2 separate regions of the Mus musculus genome follow, and region 2 is linked to region 1. Evidence: chromatin contacts called from public promoter capture Hi-C data. All regions are on one chromosome and are shown on one strand. The core of a region is the stretch at or near the end of the contact, and the rest is flanking DNA. Distances in the headings are between cores, read along the strand shown. Region 1 overlaps Cnst (consortin, connexin sorting protein). Region 2 holds the start of Kif28 (kinesin family member 28).

The links. Promoter capture Hi-C pulls out the DNA fragments that hold promoters and counts their contacts.
Region 2: a promoter capture Hi-C map of liver shows a contact between it and region 1, with 2.1 times the contacts expected there. The contact joins the promoter of Kif28 here to the enhancer-like site in region 1. A contact is called at or near these places in 10 of 39 promoter capture datasets (the C10 cell line, the HPC-7 cell line, embryonic stem cells and 5 more), 2 of 484 Hi-C or Micro-C datasets (embryonic stem cells and hemogenic endothelial cells), 1 of 115 datasets of contacts at active chromatin or transcription factors (embryonic stem cells) and 3 of 9 other capture datasets (adipose tissue, liver and pancreatic islet).

The regions. Positions count from the first base shown.
Region 1 is chr1:179,607,007-179,611,562 of GRCm38.p6, forward strand. Cnst (consortin, connexin sorting protein) reads left to right here. Exons shown (of 11, transcript NM_146105.3): 9 at 2,780-3,660. Among named protein-coding and RNA genes, the nearest start is that of Sccpdh, 59 kb to the right of the region's middle. Within about 2 kb of position 1,680, at least 10 of the 459 cell types and tissues checked have an H3K27ac peak or open chromatin away from gene starts, as enhancers often do. A contact at or near this core is called in liver, where this site is marked.
Region 2 is chr1:179,742,445-179,746,637 of GRCm38.p6, forward strand. Kif28 (kinesin family member 28) reads right to left here and starts at 2,756. Exons shown (of 23, transcript NM_001370897.1): 1 at 2,673-2,756. The coding sequence starts at 2,756. It overlaps Ahctf1 (AT hook containing transcription factor 1), which reads right to left. Exons shown (of 36, transcript NM_026375.2): 36 at 2,460-4,084. The coding sequence ends at 3,889.

The sequences.
Region 1 (4,556 bases), core at 430-2,929:
TGTGTGTGTGTGTGTGTGTGTGTGTGTGTGTGAGTGTATGAGTGTGTATATGCGTGTGTGTGTATGAGTGTGTGTTTGTGTGTGTGTGTATGGGTGGGTATGTATGTGAATGTGTGTCTGTGAGTGTGTGTATGTTAATGTGTGCGTGAGAGTGTGACTGTGTGTGAGAGAGACTGTATGAGTGTGTGTGTGTGTCTGTGACTATATAAGTGCATGTGCAAGCGGATGAATGAGTGTGACTCTGTGTGTGTGTGTGTGTATGTGTGTGTGACACTGCATGTGTGCTGTGAGAGTGTGACTGTGTGTGAGAGACACTGTATGAGTGAGTGTGTGTGTCTGTGACTATATAAGTGCATGTGCAAACGGATGTGTGTGTGTGTGTGTGTGTGTGTGTGTGTGTGTGTGTGTGACTGTGTGTGTGAGACATTGCATGTGTGCTGTGAGAGTGTGTGTGATTCATACCGCTTTGTGTGTATGTCTGTGACTATATAAGTGCATGTGCAAGCATATCAAACAGGCTTTGGGAAACATTTCTAAATGTATTTACAAAGCTTTAGAAGTAAATATTTTCAGGACATTTTTATCCTGATGATGATTTTATTATCAGTTTATATTATGAACCTTATGATTTGAACTGTTTTAAAGAGAGATGGCAGGCGTTCTGAGTGAGCCTCCCTGACAGTACAGATGTGACTGTTGCCATTCACTAGCCCTCTGCTCTACCAAAGCTCTTGTTAAGTCAGTTCCAAATCTTCATTCCCTTTTCTCTTATGACACAAATTAGGGATTTTGTTTTGTGTCAACCTCACACGCTTGTTTTTTTTTTTTTTCTGTCTTTTTTCTAGTAATTTTTTAAATGTCAGAAACCAGGGTAAAATAAGCTTTATTGCAACTTAATAGACACGGTGATGTGCACCTGTAATCCCAGAACCGAAAGGGGCAGGCAGGAGAACACGACTCAAAGTCGTCCTCTTAGTTACAGGGCGAGTTTAAGCCTGGCCTGGGCTGTAGAAGATCCTGTCCTGAGTCATGTCCACACACACACACACACACACACACACACACACACACACACACACACACACACATGCACCCAGTAAAGGGATGGACTCAGGAGTCACCCAGTTTGAGTGTGGCCGTGCCTCCACATTGTGTGCACTGGGAAGATTGCTGTTAGGAACCCTGTGTGTGAAGCGAAGCTTAGCACTGCATGCAGCCCAGCACCGGCCTGTCCTCTGCTGCGCTCTCTGTGGTACAGATGGGGAGACCGAGGCACCACAGTTAAGGCCATTTGTCTGGTGCTCTGGTTCTTAAGTTAAGCCTGGATCCTTGCTCTTCTAACTGAATACCTCATTTTTTGACTGAGTAAACGGTTGGGATTATCACTGGCTTCAACAATCCAAACAACAATATCCATCATGATCCTGGACAAAGAAGGGCATCTGGCCCCACCTCATCTTTAAGAGAGAATTGTCAGTGCTGTGGATGCCTTTCCAGTGTAGCTTGGGGCCCTGCACTCTGCATCTTTCTCTGTATTTTGTCCTTGTTATGTATTGTCCTTTCCCTTATGTGGAGATCCCCAGCCTTGGGGGTTAACAGACCAGGAATGTGCTGCCCGGTCTCATTGGACTTTATGACTGAGCTTGACCCATTTCCCACCTGGCTGTAGCCTTTCTTACTTTGACCTTTGCCCCATACCCTGCCTGATAGATGCCAATAAGCTTGGGCAAGGCTCACAACCCATGGGGACCTGCTGTCTTGCAGCCAAACCTTGGACTCTCCAGAGATGGCCACTTCTTCTCAGTGCTCTCTGATATCAGAAGTTGGGGGTCGGGAGCCAGGGACCGTGCAGAACTCTTCCGGTGCCGCCTCTGCATGACAGCGGAGTCTGCCAGGCCGTTTTGGCCTCTCCGGCATCTGAGACAGAACTTAGGAAATACCTGGTCTTGGGGCTGGACTGCTTAGATTGTCAGTTGGTAATTGAAGTTCTAGTAAACTAAAATTTAAAAGGAATAAAACTATTATTTTGTCTTACACTTTTGACTGTTTTTTGTGGAAATTATATATGCCCTCGTAGAATGTTTAGCTAACAAGATGAGAGGGCTTCTTTCTTGACCAATGGGCAAGTTCTGCTTTTTGTTTACATACAAGTTTTTTCTTTAAAAAGTATTGAGAGGTAGAAATTCAAACCTGTTTCTGCTTCTTGTCAGATGTATTCTCTGTAGTCCCCTCTGCGCCCATGTACTAGGAAGCTGCCTGTGCTCTGAAGGCACATTTTCAAAGGTGCTGTGTTCAGATTACAAGTCTAATCTGACAAACTCTCCTTCCTTCATTCTGAATAAACTTCGTCCTATTTACATCTTTATATTATTAGTAAGATTACCCAAATACTTACCCAATAATGGCATGCCTTAAGTAAGTAGAAGCTAAAAAAGTTTTCTGGTTTATTAGATTTTTAAAAAAAGAAAAATAATAAGTGTATTTATTTAAATATAAAAGACAAAAAATTCAGAATTTAAACTTTTTTATTTATAATGAGGACTGAATCATTCATTTACTTTAACATGCTTTTGAATAATCATTTTTCACTACATTAATACTATTTATTAACCACATGGCGTGTGTGTTCTGCCTAAGGACACTGCAGTGTAACAGACAGCATTTCTGTCTGAAAGGGTTAGAATAGTTTTGTGTCACACGTGTGCATGTGTTCCCCTCTACCTTTGTATGCAAAGCGTTGTTTGGAGTCCAAAAGCAGCTTATTTTTCTTCATATTCAGAGATTGAAACCTGTCCCAGCACGGATCCAAGTGGAGACCGGCATGAGGAGGAGCCCCAGGAGAGCAGCCCCGGCTGTCATCAGATGGAGTGGCAGACAGCTTCCCCCGAGCTTCCAGGGACTGCAGGAAAGGACCACACGGAGGAGCTGCCCAGCAGCACCAATGCCACACTGGACCTCCACACCCAGTCCCTGGAGACAGCCGGGAGCAGGTCAGGGCCAGCTGCTGCCTCGAATGCCTGCAAAGACAGCAGCTGCGTGCCGGCGCCTCCCACAGAGGACCACTGCGGTGTGGCCAGAGACCCTAAGGTGGCTCCTCCTAGTGAATCAGTGGCAGAGCAGAAGCTCTCCACCGGCGACGACGGTGCACTGCCTGGGTTGATTTCAGAGGGTAAATATTCACAGGCACACCGAAAAGAACTCTGCCTTCCTCTGCAGGACGCATTTGAAGCGCTGCCCAGGGACCAGCCTCACAGCAGTGAGGTAGCTGAGCCGCGGCAGCCTGATGTCACGGCCAGTGATGGGAAATCAGCACAGAGTCAGGCTGGCTTGGAGACTGGTCCTGAGAGTGCACTCTGTGGTGACAGGAAAGCCTGTGACGTAAGCACACTGTGTCTGGAAGTGTGTATGGCCCCAGAAGAAAGGCGGGACAGTGAAGACCGAGTGAGTAAGGAAACGGAAGACTATCTGCACAGCCTTTTGGAGAGATGCTTGAAGGATGCTGAAGATTCCCTGTCCTACGAGGACATCCAGGACGACGACTCTGACCTCCTCCAAGACCTCTCTCCTGAAGAAGCGTCCTACAGTCTCCAGGAGGATCTGCCTCCTGACGAGAGCACGCTCTCCCTTGATGATCTGGCCAAGAAGATAGAGATCGCAGAGGTAAATCGGGGATGAAGAGCAGGGAGAGTAAGGTGCAATCTCATGTGCAAATCCTGCTCTGGTTCTAAGCTTAAGGGGACAATTCCATTAACATCAACATTAATTATTGAATGACTTGTGTGTTGTTAAATCAGATGGCATTCAGTCACTGCAGTGCTTACAGTTTAGGAAGCTACGTTGTCTGCCTCTAGACAGAGGCAAGAGGCACGGCTACCAACGCCATATTTCTTTTTCAACCTTGTGAGTTAGCATTCTCAGGGGCTCAGATGAAGACAAGATTGGGCACACTCGAGTAAGGAAGCCTTTCTCCTCGTATCCCCAGGGAATAAGATGATGTGTGTGTGTTCACTGTTCCTTCAGTGTGGGAACACGCATCTCTAGATTACACAAGCAGCCTTAACAGAACGGAGGGAAGCTTTGAGATGACGCTTTAAGATGAACTTTTAAGCTATTAAATAGAGAAAAGACAGAAAAAAAAAAGAACAGCAAAGAAAGATGACTGTTGTCTTTTGTTTCATAAGAGAATTTTAAAGGTCCTGGGAAGAAAAAGATAAAAAGCTATGGAGGTGGGGGGGAATAAAATAAGTAAGTCTAGGAAAACAGAGGTAAAATCCACAGCAGATAAACCAAGGGAGACAGCAGGAGAGCTGTCACAGAGAGTCACACCGGACAGCTCCAGGGCGGGGCCCTCAGGCTCACCAGCCTCCTGGGCCGTGGCTGTATCTCTCTGAGCCAGCTTGTGCTGGGAAACTGAGACCAGTGTTTCTGTGTGTGTGGTCTGTCGTCCCCATTCCCACCCCCACCCCACTCCCACCCCCACACCCCCTCCACCTTAGGTTGACCCTTGACCTCATCCACACCCCTAAGCTCTGCCCTGGGAGGCTATGGCAGGAGAG
Region 2 (4,193 bases), core at 1,506-4,005, 140 kb after region 1:
TCACCTTTCCCCTCTGCTGTCCCAGAGGGGATGGAGTTTCTTGTGGGGCTTAGGAACAGGTTGTTAATGGAATCCCAAATAGGAATGTTGTAAGAGGTGGAGCCAAGAGTATGTCTCAGAATGAGTGGGCCACACAGTTCTCCCAAGGAACTCACTAGGCCAATGAAGACAAAGAGTCCATTGCTCTACTGGATTCAAATGCTGAATGTGCATAGGCCCATAGCAACTAAGGCTGCTTTCTAGGGCCACGTAAAGAAACTGGTGAAGGTGGGGGTAAGACCATCTGAGTAACACAAGTGTTGGTGTGCCCAAAATTAGGGCAGCACCCCCATTTTGTACTAATATCCTTGTTCCCTGAGGACATTCTGGGGGTAGATACTATACTAGGAAAGGCATGAAAGGGAAGAATTCAAAATATGTTGTAAAGGCAGTACTGATGAGGGGGCAATTGGGACCCTTGACCTCCAACACTGTAGTGGCTACCCTTCTCATGCCTGTGAGAGAACTTGAGCAAAGTGACCTTTATGGAAAGACTTATCTGGACTGTTTGGGGACTGGCAGCAGGAGAGTGTAGCAGTCTGTTCACAGCTTAGCATCAGGAAGCAATGGTTCGACTGAAAGCAATGTCAAGCTGAAGGTCCCAGTAGCTTTTATAGCTAGTGAGGCCTGATGTCCCAAAGGCTCCACAACCTCCCCCCAGTACAGTGCTATCTTCCAGGAAGCAAACACTCTGCCATGCTAGCCTGTGGGGACATTTCATAGTCACAGCCTCTGATACCACACTAGGAGGGGCACAGGAAGTACAGGCACTATAAGCTGCCAGGTAATCCTGATGAGACTGGATAGGCTGTGAAAGAACCGAGGTTGGGATTTTGACTCGCTCATGTTCCTTCAACAGTCTCAACAGTGATCGAGCCAGATGGGGCTTGACTTTTGGTAAGGCTTGATACCTCCCATCCTGACTGTACAGGTGCTAGAGGAACCTACACCTTCTCTTGGTCTCATGTACACTACCCGTACCTTAGCCAATACCATCTTGAGTGTTCCATATCATTAGATCCGTTGAACTGAACATTGTAGGTCTTGTCACACAGACCAACTATCACAAAGCAGAGTGCCTGAGAACCTGGTTTTCTTGCTTGCCAGCATGGCCTGTCTCTACTATATGTCTACACTATGCTAATCAGTGAAGATTAGAGTCGTTAAGGTGACACAGTAGGGACTGTGTATTCATCCATCATATGTACTCATGAGGGTACGAGCTGGTGGCATCAAGATTCAGGATCCTGGATATCTCAGACATTCCTTGGAGGTGAGTAGCAGGTAAAATCCTTTCAGTTCTTGACCTGGTATGTGTGTGTTTGCTTGCACAAGGGTTGCAAGGTACAAAGTGCAAACTTCTCATTTCCTGTATGGCAAAGATGTAATTTGCAGAACTCTCACATGATCGAAAGCTTCTCCTTCCACACCTAGTGTGATGACTGGGCCCACCACAGAGCTGATGGGAACGAGCCACATGGCATTAGCATAGTCTCACACTGGGACATTGCCTGCTCCAGGAGCTCTCTGTACCTCCTACCAGGGGGTGACAGTGAAGTTTGCTGCCACCTGCAGATGCATAAATTGGGCTCTCAGGCAAGGAGAGAATAGAACCCAAGTCTTTTGCAATAGCCAGTGCTCTTACACACTGCACCCTCTCCAGCTGCCTGGACACTTCTCTTTAGCTCTAGCACTTTCTAGCAGTCATAGAGTAACAAAACTTCACTGGTCACAGTGGGCAAAGACAAGCGTGCTATAATGGAAAGGGGGATAGCAGGTTCCACTGGGAACACACAGCACAGCTCTCTACCTCTGTGGCAAGCTTCTTACAGAACAGCATCCTCTCTGGAACCTGTGGAAGAGCTTAGTTCCAGTTCTTCTGACTTGAGTGGTATGCAGAGTGTGCCCATGTATGCTAGGTAGATGGGGCACAGCCAAGGGGAGGAGGCAGCCTTGCGCATGAGATCTCATGAGCAGTGTTTCCATAAAACTAACATGTAAGTGCACACTGGCACGTTCTCATTATGTGACTGAAGTCTGGTCAGGAACATGACTCTGCTACCTTAGCTTTCTATGTTGGGATCACTGACGTGTCCACATGTGGCAAGACTTACTTTTAAGATAAACATTTCTTGGTGTTTCATGTAGTGCAAGCTGGCCTTGAATGTACAACATAGCCAAGGATAAAAACTGAGCTTCTAGTAGGTTGCCTCGCCTCAAGCTGGCATTCCACACATCTCTGTGCCTCATTTCATAGAGTGCTGATGAGCTACCCTAGGGATTCATGCACGGTAGGCAAGCACACTTACCAACTGACATCTCTGCCCCACACCGACATGCAGTAAAAACAGACACCGCACATCTCTATTTAGCAAACTGCACTGGTTAAATAATTATTAACTTGACAGTATTTCTCTTGTCAGTTTTTTTTATTGTGCTACTTGTACCAAGGAATGAAATTAAATGTTTACTAAATTATGCTTAGAGCTTTTGTGAATCATTTGACAAATCCATTTAAATAAGTTTAATATTTCATAAATGACAAGCAGCTTAAATACAAATTCAGAAACTATTATTAAAAAATTAATAAAATCAGGCAGTAATTGTCAGCAAGGCAATGAGCATGGACTGACCTGGCTGAACGGCCGCACCCGGACGGCCACTCTCACACTGTCCGATCTCGGCACAGGCACTCTCCCCATTTTCTCATTATCCATGATGCTACTCGGTAGAAAAATAACACACAAAGCACACTGCTCACGAAAACATCCAAAGCTTAGCTGACAAAGTCTGCTTTTAGGTATCAATTATTAAGCGTCCATTCATTACACACTATCAATTACCTGTCATAAATTATTTGACAACACTTATTTATTGATGAACATCATGGCTTCCATCAGGCGCCATTACCAACGGTACACACGCTGCAGAAAAGAGGGTTCCTTTCCTCTTTTCCGACATCTGCTCACACTCTTCCATTCTCTGTAACCTGTGCCTGAGGTTCTGTGGCAGTTACCAGTTTAAAACCTGAATACTAGAGAGGCTCCTGTGACGAAGTCGCAAGCTCTTTCACAGCATGGGAAGTCTAAACCTTGTCGGCTCCTCTTCTCAGCAGCAGGCACACGTCGGTGCACTGTTTTATTTCTTTCTTCAATCCTTCCATGAGGTTGCTAGGAAGCAGTGAAACCGGTCAATCTAACCTGGATAATTAAGTCTCTGAACTGAGAGACAAGATAGTCCTTAAGTTACTGAAGAGAACTGCTAGCTAGGAAACCGATGCAGTACTGGAAAATTACTCATTTGAGGTAGATTACACAACATTTGTAAAACTACAAAAAGGCAAAATCACATGCCCACAATTCAAATTCAACACAGTATCAGGCAAAGCCCAATGAGCACAGGTACTGACCAGAGATCCGAGGAACAGCATCAAAGTGCATACATTATAAAACAGCAATGTTAAAAATAATCAATAGTTCATCGCCCTCATTTTAAGACAGTTCTAGTATCTTAACTGTAAAGAAAGGATATGAACATATGTCCAGTAGCATATAAAATTACAACTCAAACAGAAAGCTCCTCTCAAAAATCTACCAGACACACAGTGTACTTTACAGTAGTTTATTTAACCTCCCAATGATAAGTCATATTTACATTGATATAAACGCATCAAGTCGTATAAAACGCCTGCACTACAAGAACTGCACTCCATGTGGAGTTACTCATTTACTGCTTACAAAATTGTACAATTTATATAAAGTATTTCCATCCAAATTGGTGACTTTAATAATCCACACAAATACTGTTGACTTTTACAAACAGGTGCGTGTTAAAATCTTGGGCTAAAAATTACAGCATTTTCCTGCGTAAAATTTGCTTTGGAAAAGAAGATGGCTTCTTTCTGCCCCTTCCAAGAGTTTTTCCTGCTATTTCTGCAGTTTTTCTTGGCTTGCCGGTCTTTATTTCATCCACTGGACTCGCCAAGGGAGAAACCAGCTTAATTTCTACAGGAGGAGGTGACCAAGAACTTCCTTTTCCTGTGTTTCTGAAAGAAAGATACAGTCAAGTAGGAATGGGCACAAAGTGCTGTCTGGTCAAGTGCTTCTCTCGCAGAGACCTGGAGAGTGGACTTGCAGGCAGGGTTAAGGCCTCAC